Linked DNA regions of Mus musculus: region 1 is linked to region 2. A link is a contact called in public HiChIP or PLAC-seq data. All regions are on one chromosome and are shown on one strand. The core of a region is the stretch at or near the end of the contact, and the rest is flanking DNA. Distances in the headings are between cores, read along the strand shown.

Region 1 (6,762 bases), core at 2,171-4,670, 190 kb after region 2:
AAGACAGCAGATCAAACTGGTGTCCATGAAAATCCTGTTTTATTAGTATCCAGACAGATGCTGACTGGATTGTCTGAGTGTTCCAGTGACATTTATGGATGGGGGGGGGGGGAGGGTAGGCAATAAATGCGTCCTATGTGGAGGGGTAGTTTTCTCCTCCTTATAGGGGTTGGCACCACATTCTCAGATCTCTGTAGCCCTCCTCTGGTTCTACTGCAGAGAAAATCTGGGGTGCTGAGTTCATTGTATGGGGTCTTTCTGGGTTTCCTGCCTCTTTCCTTTGTTCCCTCACCCCCCCCCCCGTCTGTGTGTGTCTGTCTCTGTCTCTGTTCCTCTGTCGTTGTATGTGCTGTTTCTGTCACTGTGTCTGTGTCTGTCTGTCTGTCTGTCTGTCTGTCTGTCTCTCTCTCTCTCTCTGTGTCTGTGTGGTGTGGTGCTGAGGTGTATGAACTCAGGTCCTCACATTCGCTCATGCAGCGCTTCACCCCCTGAGCTGTGTCTGCAGCCTTACACCGAGCTTGGGCTGTCACATTCATTTGATGTCTTCAGCCCAGTCTTTTTGTCTCTGAGGACATGGTTTCCTTTTCTATCACAATCCGAGCACCATAAGGCCTCATCTAGGCTCTTCTTTCAGAACAGCAGCCACACATGACCACTGTGCTCAAGATGTAGCTGGTATGAATTGAGATGAACCATGACTACTTATTGCATGTAAGATTTTGAGCATTGATTATGGAAAAACAACCATGTAAACTGGCTTCAGTTTCATAGCAATGTCCTGTTGGAATAATAGTTCACATATATCTAATAAATGTGTGCAAAACACTAATTTTTAATGGTTTTCTAATGAAGCTTTTTAAAAATTTTAAGTTATGTGCATGCCTTATATATTTGTGCTGACGTAGCTTTGGAGTGGAGGCTACATAATAGTGAATTGGTTTACCTGCATTTTAAATGGGCATTTTCAATCAGGTTCTAGAATGACCAGTGTTAGCAAGCCATCTTTTGCTGGTGTCATTTTATTCTTGTCCAGCCTGTCATCTCTTCTGCAGACCTTTGGTTCCTTACTCTCTCTTAGGTGCCCTGCGGCAGAGACAAGGTGAGGTGTCTCAGTTGTAAATCAATGCCACATTCTTCTCCACTGTGGCACCCCGCCACTCTGGCATTGCCTTTCCTTTTTGGCAGACACCATGCTGTTCTTTAAGGTGGCCATAGTCATGGGTCTCCCTGCTCAGTTGTACGACTTGTCCTCACCTGTATGATGTGTGGGGCAGCTAGGAACATGCATTAAAATTCCCCAAGTCCTTTTAGCCATACAGAACCCCTCCCCCCATTTCTGTAAGTTCACATCAACACCTGTGACCAGAAAGGAAGGCAGGCCATGCCCCTGGGAAGTGAGCTTGCTAGTTAGCAGTGGCTCCCTGGTAGCTGGTAAGGACATTGCCCACCACAGCCTCCGTAGCTCTCCTGCAGCCCTGCTGGGCTCGAGCCTGGAGGGAAATCACATTCCTTCCCTGATGTTCAACTTAATTCTTGTTGCTGAACTAATTTAAAACTGCTCCATACTCTTTGTTGCTTGTCTCTATCCCTAGCTTAAAGGCAGGGTGTACATCTTATAGGTATCACATTTGCAGAATGGCTTCTTTTATAGCTGTGAATTGACAGTTGAGTTTCTTATTCAGACTATGCTCCCAGGCCTTTGGACGGGGTGATGGAACACTGTATAGAACGTGTTTCTCACAGTCCCTCAGTCGGCGTGAGAACATTGGTGCTGTTGTTCTAGGTGTGCTTCCTTCCACCTATCTTGTAATAGGAAGCATTTAATTTTGAATGCCCTTGTGTAAATTATAGCATGGAGAATATTATACTCCTTCCTAGTCCAAAGCAATGGTTGTCAATCTGTGCGTCACAACCCCTTTAGGGGGTCAAATCACCCTTTTACAGGGATTGCTTAAGATCATCAGAAAACACAGGTATTTACATTATGATTCATAACAAAGTTAGGTTAGTAGCAAAATTACAGTTATGAGGTAGCAATGAAGTAATTCTGTAGTTGGAGATCACCACACCTATATTAAAGGGCCACCGCATTAAGGAGGTTGAGAAGCAGTGTTCTAAAGGTAGGATTCTGGGACCTGCTTGGAGCACCGTAAACAGTGTGTTGAGTCTGGCCTAGTGTGGCAAATGTCAGAGGAGTAGGAGGGTGGGCTGGAGCGGCAGAGGGTGTAGGGACCCTAGAGTGTGCTTCTCAGCAGTTGTAGCTCTTTTTAAGGGGGCTACAGTTGAACATTCAGGTGGGAGGTGGGGTTATCACAATGACTGTTGGAAATATCGTTCAACCTCTGTGGTAGCCAGGCAGAGGGTGAAGTTAATGAGAGATGAGCTAGAAGTCAAAGATAAGCTGGTAGTTATTCTAGCAGAAGAAATGAGACAGGGGGCCTTTAGCAAGGCAGAGGCGCAGGGAGTCAGGAGGGACTTGGATCGGAGGGCAGTTCACTGAACAGATTGACAAGGCTTAAACATGGGGAAGGCTTCTGGAAAAATCTTTTGATTGTCCAGCTATTGGAGGGAGGAGAGTGGGGCTTGGAGGGTCACAGAGAGAGGAGATAGGTTCTAAGGGAAGGCGCTTCTCTTTAGGAGTCAGTGGAGGTCTAGGGCCATGGCTGGCGAGGCAGTGGGCAGAACCGTAGCTGCACAGAAGCATCTCCTGAGACAAGATTGCTTCATCTTACCTGCACAACAGACTTGGGTTGCACATACGAAAGGGAGCCAAGTTACTGTTCCATGTCCACTAAGTGCGAGGTGGATGCTGAATTTGAACGAAGAAAGTCTTCCTCCCAATCTGCTTACAGACTGTGTGCCTAGGGCACACTCTTCCTAAAGGAGGTAGTTACCCTTGATAAGTTCAATTTTGGTGGTTCAAAAAGGAAAAATACTTTTTATCTGTGACTGTCCCTGAAGTCAGTACATGATGTAAATTAGACCCATTAAAGCTTTACAAACGCACCATTCTCAAGAACAATGGAAACCCGTTTCCTGTGGTTTATAATCTGGATCAGAATGGATGCTTCTCTCTCTCCTCTGGCTATTATTTCTTTGCTTGGTCCATGGAGATGAGGCCAGGAGTGGTTTTTTTTCTCCAGTGTTCAAGGAAATCTCTGAAACATGTGGCTGGAAGTGACGTTGAGCTGCAGTGTATTCTAATGGGGTAATTTACTGTGTGAAATTGGAATGGCAAAGGAAATTAATGTAATGAGTTCTTTTGATTTCCTAGGAGACTGAAGGTGAAATATATTGCTAATCTGCAACTCACCATCTGGCTGGGTTTTGAACTGGGCCTCGTTGTCAAGAATCTGGAGTTAAGGGTAGCATTTAGTTCCCTTGGCTGCCTTTAGATCACAGCTGGCCTCTCTTTCAGTGCCAGTGCTTTTGTGTGAATCTCCCAGAGCAACACCCCGAAGCCCCTGTTCCCAGTTACCTCTTTTAGACCCTGTGTTTGTCTCTATTCCATAGGGCATTCGCTCTGAGCCTGCAGGGGCCTTGATGCCACACCTGGGTCTCAGGCCACAGCTGCTCACTTGAGCTGTGGGGCTTTGACACTCTATAGCCCTTGTAAGCCACTAAGTTAATTTTGCACTCATGGACCAAACCTGAAATCCCTGATTGCCCCTGCATAGCTAACCCCTCTGCAAAAGTCACTGCTCCAGGAATTCTTATTCAAACCAGCTATTAGATCAGAGAGAGAATACTTTAGAAAAATCAGGAAGGTACATTCACAAATAGTACTTGTTTTTGGTTGCTATGCATGTTGGACCCCATGGTTTCTTTTAGCTATTTGTATTCTAGATTACTATGTCTCTCTTAACTCAAGACCATCCAAGAGCTTCGTCAGTTGCTCCTGCAGAAATGGCTTGTTGCTTCAGTTGCAAGTTACAACAGTGACACTAATGTGCCAGTAAGTAAAGAGTGCTATCTCCTGAAGAGAATAGTTTAAAAATTGGAGCTTGTCTCTATTCAGTATTGCATTTTGCTTCGTGTAATAGTTATTAAAGTGACAAACTGACTGGTCAAGTAGCTCTGGCCAATGAAGAGTCGTTGTCAAACAGAAGAAGGGGCAGGGACCTCATCTGCTGTTTTGCTGGCTTTAGGGTTGAGAATCTGGGCACCTCTTTCCCTACTGTTAACTTTTCACATGAGGCCCTTATTAACGTCTTCATTACTTGTGCTAGGCTAGCCCTTTACACATTCTTGCCTGTGTAATCCAGGATCTTCACAGTGATGTTTGTAGGGCAAATATTCCTCTTTCACTCACGGGGCCAGCAGAATAGTTTATGTCCAGTGACTCTTATGAGAATCAAAGCAGGAGAAAGCAGTTTGGGTCACCTGTCCTGACTGTTCTTTATTGCTGGAAAGCAAAGTCATTATCAGTGGAATGCCTGGCTGCGTTCTCACAAGAGTGTCTAAGTTCATGTAAGCAGTTTAAAGAACGCCCCTCTTTCTTTCTCTCCTGGACAGGTACCCACTTTACCATCCTTCCGGCAACAGAACCCGCATGTAACTGAGTGTGCGTTTGGTGAGGATGCTGAGTGCTGACTTGGTATCAGAGCGTCATAGCTACTTACTCATGGGGATAATGGCAAAATCACTAGACTCTTGATGTATGCTGGAGTGTCACACGGCATTAAGATGAATAAAGTGCATTTATGCATGATGGCACGGCTGTGATTGATGGCTAGTGACAAAGCATGACCCTGCACACTTTAGAAAAATCTTAGAAAGGTTTTAAAAACAGCTTTATAATAGTCCTCTCTATTTTTGAGGCAGGATCCTACTTCATAATCTATACTCCTTTACAACTGATTAGCTTAAAAAAAAACAACCTTGAGTTCTTTTGAGAAAAAAAAATTAGAAACTGATTTTGAAAATGTTATAGAACTGATAAGTGCCAGGACAGGACTATAGCCACCGTCTAAGAGAGGACACATGAGATTCAGGTTGGGATGGGAGCAGAACACAGAGAGAAGGCACCTTGGGCTCCAGCTGCCTTGTGGAACTCTGGTGACACTTGAGCAGAGCTGCCTGGTGCTTTGATCTCTGGTTTCCAGTTGTGCATCTGAGTGGACACTCCTTCATTACCTAGTCTGAGCCTGCTGTCCCTCCTGAGCCCGCATGGTGGTCAGCCAGGGCGCCCAAGGACATCTCACCTCTTATGGTCTCACCGTGGCTGTCTCAGAGCACTCTTGGACCATTGAGAAAATCCCTGTGTGACTGACTTTTGGCTATTGTCTGCTCCCCATGGCTTCCTGTCCCCTCTGTTCACCCTTTCACTAATGCCATTCATTAGCCCTGTTCTCTGCTCGCCTATGTTCTCACTGACCCTGTTGCTTCTGGGATGCAATCTCCAGTTTAAAGTGGTAATGAGAAGCCGTGCCTACTTCTCTCACCTTCCTCACACAGTAGGTCTAATTAATGTCAGCCCAAATAAAATCTTGACTTCTTTACACACGTGTTTCCTTTCCCGTGGGGATAGAGGATGTGGGCAGGAAAGGTTGGTCAGGACGGGGAGTCACAGTAGCTCGCTGTTGCTAAGTCCTTACTGCCTTACCCACCTTTCTGGAAACTGACGTCCACAATCTCTTGTTTTGAAGTATCCATTTAAAAATCAACATATTTCATGGAACATAGGCTTTTTAGTGTCTTTCGGTATTTTTTTTGTTGTTGTTGTTTTATTTTATTTTATAAATATTCTTGTCTGTATGCTTCAGAAGGGCAGGGAATTCATAGAGGGGATTTGAGGATCTGGCATTGATCTGTGTCTTTGTCTGTTCACAGTCTGTAAACATCGTCTTTATAGAATAGATGTTGTTCTAAAAATACCACATTGACCAAGCAGCCTTTATTTGTTTTGACTAAATTTAGTATTAGTATTAGAATGATGAAGAGAACAGACATAAAAGTGAAGGGTCTTGCAGCTACTCATTGTAAGATCACCATGCAGTCTTCCCACCCTTCTGTCCCATGAATTTAGCTGTATTATCTTCTAGTATTGAATATAATAAATGACCACCATTAAATCATAGGAGTTGCTTAAACCAAATTTTCAAAGCATGATTAAAGGTAATGCTTAAAGCAGACCTAAGGTAATAGACTATCGTTTGGCTCCCTCTAGTGGTGCATGTTTACATGACAAGTCAAGCTGTATGATTTCTGTCATCTGGGTTTTCCAGCTCCAGGGGGAAAGGGACATGGGCGGGGAAAGACTGTAGTTATTCTCAGTGTTGACAGATCAAAGACAGAAAGTGAAGTATTTTGTAAATCAACAGTTGTCATACAATTATCTCCAAAGAACAAAATAAATTGCCATTAAGATGCACATTAAAGTAGCAGGAATAATATTTTATTGCTGTGTTGTTTTTCTTGCTAAGAGGGCCTAAGACCACAGCATACAACACAACCAGAAGCAGGGTGTTCTCTGGGGTTCTGTAGCACTGACTCATCCCAATGGTGTGTGTCTCAAACCCTACTTTAGCCAGAGGTCTGAGGACTACTTATTCCAGATGTTTTTAAAAAACTAGACTTTTCACTTAGAAACACATAATTTTGGCATCTTCAAATATCAGTAATTTTTATTTCCTAGTGTTTCAGCAGGAGGTTAGGGTTAAACCGCAGAGTTTTGGAGCCACTAGCTTTGCTCCCCTGGTCTCCAGGTCGCTTGCTTCACTTTACCCCTAGGAACCATTAAAAGCATCCCCTCTGTCCTTA
Region 2 (6,738 bases), core at 1,621-4,120:
AGTTCATATTGATGTTCCTCCTATGGGGCTTCAGACCTCTTCAGCTCCCTGGGTACTTTCTTTGGCTCCTTCATTGGAGACCTTGTGCTCCGTCCAATGGATGACTGTGAGCATCCACTTTTGTATTTGCCAGGCACTGGCAGAGCCTCTCAGGAGACAGCTATATCAGGCTCCTGTCAGCAGGCTCTTGTTGGCATCTGCCTAGTGTCTGGGTTTGGTGGTTGTTTATGGGATGAATCCCCAGATGGGGCAGTCTCTAGATGGTCATTCCTTCAGCCTCTGCTCTGAACTTTGTCTCTGTAACTCCTTCCATGGCATTTTGTCCCCCATTCTAAGAAGGAACGAAGCATCAACACTTTGGTCTTCCTTCTTCTTGAGTTTCATGTGTTAAAATGCCACTCTTAATACAGCAAACATTGATGGCACAAAGACACAAGAAATGGTACTCGTTAGTCCAAGCTTCTAGCTATTTGTATTCCCATAGGACATGTGTATGCATAGGTTTGATATAAGTCGATCTATCGTCTTCTTGATTTCAATGCATATTGAGATGCTCAGAAGGAAACATCACTTGGAGATGTGGGAGGTTCTAGGTCCATTTTATCAATTGGTAGTCAAACCATGACTCGAAGAGATCTTTTCACCCTCAACTTCTTTCAAAGCTGAACTTTTAGAGAGAGTTATGATCTAACTAGTATGAACAGAGCACCATTTGAAGAAACTTTAAAACAAAAATAAAAGAAATTAGGTATCTATAAGTGGCAAGCATTTCTATGTCTGTGGTACTCATTTCTAAATCAGAGCAGCAGTAAAAAGACCACACCTGTGAATAGCTTCAGGCATCCATGCTAGCTGTGGAACATTAGCCTTGAAATGCTTCTTTAATTGTTTATTTGCTCAAGAAAATTCAGTATTTAATTCAACCTCTATTTCCTCTAATATTGGACTCTTCAAATATCAGTTGATTTTGAAAAGTTGATTTGTGTCTATCTTAAGACAATTTTCAAAACACAAGAAAATCAAGAAGAATGAAGACCAAAGTATGGATACTTCGTTCCTCCTTAGAATAGGGAACAAAACACCCATGTTAGGAGTTACAAAGTTTGTAGCTAAGACAAAAGTATGGACCATCCAGAGACTACCTCACCCGGGGATCCATCCCATAGTCAGCCACCAAACCCAGACCCTATTTCATATGACAGCAAGATTTTGCTGAAAAGACCCTGATATAGCTGTCTCGAGTAAGGCTATGCCAGTGCCTGGCAAATACAGAAGTGGATGCTCACAGTCATCTATAAGATGGAACACAGGGCCCCCAATGGAGAAGCTAGAGAAAGTACCCAAGGAGCTGAAGGGGTCTGCAACCCTATAGGTGGAACAACAATATGAACTAACCAGTACCCTCAGAGCTCATGTCTCTAGCTGCATATGTAGCAGAAGATGGCCTAGTCAGTCATCATTGGGAATAGAGGCCCCTTGGTCTTGCAAACTTTATATGCCCCAGTATAGGGGAATGCCAGGGCCAAGAAGTGGGAGTGGGTGGGTAGGGGAGCAGGACAGGGGGAGGTATAGGGAGCTTTCGGGATAACATTTGAAATGTAAATAAAGAAAATATCTAATAAAAAAGACGATAGGACAAGCCTATGGTAAGTATTCTCTTTGTTTATATTTTCAAAATACTCTTGTTTAGAAGCAAGTGTGTTCAGAATCTATGTAGGTGAAGGTACTCAATGATTCGTTATGCAGGCTTGTGACAGCGTCAACATTCAAATTGTGCTCTATTTATTATGTACCATAACTCACTTTGGGATTCTTTTTGAGTTCCTGATAATTGCTTGAATAGTATTGATGACTGCATGTTATCAGCTGGTTTGATTCTTGATGATCAACTACATATGCTCAGACATGAGATAATAATCTGCTTCCCCACATGTTTTACTTTCTTGATGGAGTTGTTGCTGTCCACGTGGTTCCATGGGAGGCTGGGAAAGATCTTAGGAGGGACCAAAATCCAGATTCCTTGATAGCCATTCACATACTCCATCCCTCATTTTGTGCTCCAGCTTCATTTGGTCATCAGCCATTCATTAATTCTAGAGTTCTATGTATTGACTCTTGACCTTATAGGACTCACATCCAGAACTTACTATGAATTATTAGTGGACTAAGTGTGAGCTTACAAAACAGTTATAATGCCTTGCACTGGGATTTCTTTGGACTCGATACACTGAAGTCAGAGGATGGATAATCTTGTGTTCATGTATACGTATAAAATACTAGGCTTTTCTCTAACCTCAGAGCAGCATGAAGCAAAAAGGCCCTGGCATCATATCTGGTGCTTTTGCCTTTGATACCTTTGCCGATCTGGAAATGGGCCATCAGTCTGCTCAGTCATGAGAGCAGTAAATCAGGCTTACCCTAAGCATCTCTTTCCTGAAGGGCAGCAGAGCCAAGAGCCAGCTTGTCTCTCCCTCCAAGTGTCATCCCCCAGCTTAGGGCACAAGGAGACGGGATGCTGGCCTCAAAGCCTCATTCTGTCTGTTGAGAGGCACGGGCTAGAGTATGGCGGCTGCCAAGTACACTGCAGGGACCTTTGCTTTGTTTGGCTCCTGGTCAAGCATCAGTGAAACAACAGGTTTAAAATGAGCAATGGGCTTCCCCGGACTCATGGAGCTCGTCAGCAGCAGGGAGTACAGGCAGCAACCAACTTCTAGGTCAACAATCCGTTTCCCAAGCCAATCTGGGACCCCAAGCATGGGTGCTTTATTGATTCCTATCTAGATTAATCTAAAGCTTTAAACAGTATCTTCCCCCCGCCCCCCTCTTCCTGCCTTCATGCCCAGTGGATGGATCACTTAATTAATATTCAGACTCAGTGTCACAGGCTGGTCTTTCCTCAGCAGGACTGAAACCTGAGATGGCAGAATAGGTCAGGGCATTACTGTGATTTCATTCTTGGCAGCAGCTGTGAAGGAACACTGTGAAGGAAATACAAGAGAGTGTACGTGTGTGTACGTATGTGCACATGCATGGGTATGTACATGCATGCCTGTGTGTGTGTGTGGTGGGGTGCTGAGGTAGACATCTCACATTGCAATGTATGCTCAAGGCTCTACAGTTTTAGTTGCTTCAGCAGACTTGTGCCTGCTTCTGTTACCCTCTTTAAGGAATTCTGGCCCTGTATCAACACCATGCTGTTTTTTGGTCTATAAGCTTGTGTTATGCAGATCTAAACCTAAGGAGATAAAAATTACTTCCCTAGAGCATAGATAATGAGCTCTGGAGGTTTGTTATCTGGGTACACATACAAAAAATGTTTGACCATTAAAAATGATTACAGGGCAGCAGAGATATCTCAGTGGTTAGAAGCACTGAGAGATAGATAGCTCAGAGGTTAGGAGACTGAGAGATAGCTCAGTGGTTAAGGAGCATTGAGAGATAGCCCAGTGGTTAGGAGCACTGACTGCTCTAGAGAATCCAGATTTGATTCCCAGCACCCACACGGTGACTGAAACTACATGTGACTCCAGGAATGAAGTGCTCTCTTCTGACCCCTGCGGTCATCAAGCCAAGCTTGCCTGTGGTACAAACATGCATGCAGGCAAACACCAATAGATTAAAATAAAAAGACAACCCACCATCAACAACAAAAGATTTCAAATAAAGCCCCTCTCAAAGACTGAAATGCCATACAAACAATTCAAATGTCTACTTGTGAGAAGATCAATGATTTCTAAATGCAAACAAGCAGCTGAATAAAGTTAGGAAATCAGCTCATGAGCTGGTTGAGAAAGGCAACAACATAAGTAAAAGAAAGACAGTAGCATAGATGAGATCCTGAAAACAAACAGACAAGCAGGAATATTTATAGAAAAAACACAATGGTCAAATGCAAAAATAGTGGAAAGTGTTAACAACAGGCTAAATAAAGGAAAAGAAAGAATGTTAGAGATGGCAGATATGGCAAGTAAATACTGCATTTAGGTATTAAAGAAAAGACAAAACAAGACAAAAAGCCAATAAGGAGACCACACGTTTAAGAACTCTAGGACAAGATCAAGAGAGCAGAGCTAAAAATTCATGGGCTACAAACAGTCCCAAGGTAGAAATTAAAGGCAAGCATTTTGAGATGTAAGGATAGGCTAGAACTTTTAAAAAGGACTCTAATAGCTTAGAAAATAAACAATAGTAAGATTTGCCAAACAGCAAGGAGTAAAATTACAGAGCTTCTGCAGAGCAAAGAAAATTATTTAGCAGTGTTGGGACATCTTTTAGAATGGGAGAGAATCTTTGCCAACTACACATCGAATAGGGATTAATATCTACGATCTGTACAACACTCAAAATAGTAGTACACACACACACTACAAAACAAAATAAAAGAAAAAGCATGCCCCCTCAAAACCAAACTAGTCAATAAACAAGCACGTGAATTGAAAAGACAGTTCTTAAAGGAAGAAATACCAGTGGCAAGGGAATATTAGAAAAAGACTTCAACATTTTCATCAAAAATAGTCACAGAAATCAATAAAAGTGCAAATTGAATTGCTTTGAGATTCCATTCCATGCTGGTTAGATTGTCTATCATCAGAACAAATGACAGCAAATGCTGGAAAGGATGCTGGAAAAGATGGACCTTCATGTGTTTCTGGTGGGAATACAAACTTGTGTAGATAGTATGGAAACTAGGATGGATATTTTTCAAACTACTGGAAATAGAACTACTATAGGACCCAGCAACATTACCCTTGTGGACATACATTCAAAGCTGTATGATTCACAAAGCTAAGAAATGGAGCCAGCCTAGATGTCCATCAATAGATGAATAAGTAAAGAAAATAGGTAACATATACACAGTGGAATCTCACTTGGGCTTACAGAACAATGAAGGTACCGCATTTTCAGCCAAACAGATGGAATGAGAAATTGTTCTGTGAAAATAAACCAGATTCAGAGAGATATATACTATGTGTTTTTTATCTGATATGTAAATCCCAGATTTTAATTTGTAAATGTGTGCATACATGCACGGAGATGTAGGTAATGAAACTAGAATGGGATTGTATCAATGGAAGGAAATGGGTCTGCAGAGGCAGCTCAGAGAGATGGCTCAGGCAGATAACATGAATACAGTTCCCAGCACGCACAGGACCTGAGTTCAATTCCCAGCACATATATAGTGCTGCACAACCACATAGAACTCCAGTTTTAAGAGCTCCAGTGTCTTCTTCTGGCCTCTCCCTGCACCCAGCATGCATATGATCCACAAATGTACATCCAGATAAAGCACACATACACATTAAATAAAAACAAATACATTCTTTTTAAAAAAAAAAAAAAGTCTATTAAAAAGACAGGAAGAAGAGATCTTGGCAGGGTATTTTAATGCATATGACATGAAAGCAGAGGGGACTATTGGAAGGAAGATGGAAGCCAGAAGGGCTGGGGGATCAATAAGAACAAAGAATGTCTGAAAATGTTATCTTGAAACCCATTGCTCTGTAAGCTAATTTTAAAAAAGTGGACAAAAGCACAAACAAAGAAGAAGAAACAAAAGACAAGAAAGTTAGACTTTGTCAGGGGGAATGGGTCACAAAAGAGAGACAAACACGTTTTCTCTCACTTGCAGAAACTGGGTATTTTAATAAATATTACACAACATGGAAGCTGGAGGGGTCTGTTTGGGAGGAAAAGGAAACAGGCGGTTGGAGAAGAGAGAATGAGGTTGTGTAATGGGTTTAGGAAAAAAATGTCTGTTTTGTAGCCACCAACATAATAAAGTATTGGTATAAATGTCATTGAGGATACTGAAACCACCAGGGACAAATATTGCTAGAAAACAGAATCTAGGACTTCAAAGCACTGAGATGCAAAATGCCTTAAAATTACAAAGGGGAGATGGCACATTATTTGCAGTACTTATAGTTTTTGCAAACTACTTGAGCCAAGAGATAAAAATCAGCATGCTCACTGTGAGGCTAACAACCTTAGGTATCTGATGTGACCTTGACAAAGTGAGGAAGCATCCAGACAAACTAACATGTAGGAAATGTCCTAAATGGCTGATGCAGACTCTTGAAAATATGCCCGGTATCACAAAGATCAGATATATAGCTAAGACCTTTCTGAGATGAAGGAAATGAGCTGAAGGTCTATAACAGCCCACAGTGCAGGCCTCTGCATTGCCTAGAATGTTTTTTAGCCAGTAGGGTATTTCTAACATATTTTTGCATCCATAATAAATTTCTTTTAAAATATGTTTGTGGTATTGGGGGTTGAAGCCAAGGCTTCTCACATGCTAGGTAACTCTTGGACCAATATCCGTAGTTCTGAATAACAAACTTCTTGATTGTCACAATGATGTCTGATGAGTTTTACATAGTAGCTTGTCTTAAAAGACACATGTCAATTAATTAGGAGAGACGGTGCTAGATCTAGGTCAATGCCATTCACATTGTGATTTTCTTTCTACTTTACTGTAGGTTTGAAGGTTTTCACATTAAAAGGTTGAGGTAAAGAAAGCTGAGCTTTAGGCGGGGCTGTTGGCCTCATTGAGGTGATCTCCTTTCTTAGTGTCTTAGTTAGGGTTATTATTGATGTGACGAAACACCACAACTAAGATAATTGTCAGAAAGGGTTGATTTGGCTTACATTTTCACAGCCTGTTCATCACCTCGATGGAAGTCAGGGCAGGAACTCAAACAGGACAGGAACCTGGAAGCAGGAGCTGATGCAGAG

Evidence for each region. HiChIP or PLAC-seq counts read pairs in DNA pulled down with a chosen protein or histone mark.
Region 1: a contact with region 2 is called in an H3K27ac HiChIP or PLAC-seq map of stem cell-derived neural progenitor cells, with 2.4 times the contacts expected there. The contact joins two enhancer-like sites. A contact is called at or near these places in 10 of 484 Hi-C or Micro-C datasets (the AML12 cell line, CD4 T cells, the N1E-115 cell line and 6 more), 3 of 115 datasets of contacts at active chromatin or transcription factors (differentiating embryonic stem cells, fibro-adipogenic progenitors and stem cell-derived neural progenitor cells) and 3 of 9 other capture datasets (adipose tissue, liver and pancreatic islet).

What each region holds. Positions count from the first base shown.
Region 1 is chr3:109,485,596-109,492,357 of GRCm38.p6, forward strand. All of the region lies in intron 2 of Vav3 (vav 3 oncogene), which reads left to right. Among named protein-coding and RNA genes, the nearest start is that of Vav3, 150 kb to the left of the region's middle. Within about 2 kb of position 3,421, at least 15 of the 459 cell types and tissues checked have an H3K27ac peak or open chromatin away from gene starts, as enhancers often do. A contact at or near this core is called in neural progenitor cells and stem cell-derived neural progenitor cells, where this site is marked.
Region 2 is chr3:109,296,546-109,303,283 of GRCm38.p6, forward strand. No RefSeq gene overlaps it. Among named protein-coding and RNA genes, the nearest start is that of Vav3, 41 kb to the right of the region's middle. Within about 2 kb of position 2,871, at least 20 of the 459 cell types and tissues checked have an H3K27ac peak or open chromatin away from gene starts, as enhancers often do. A contact at or near this core is called in neural progenitor cells and stem cell-derived neural progenitor cells, where this site is marked.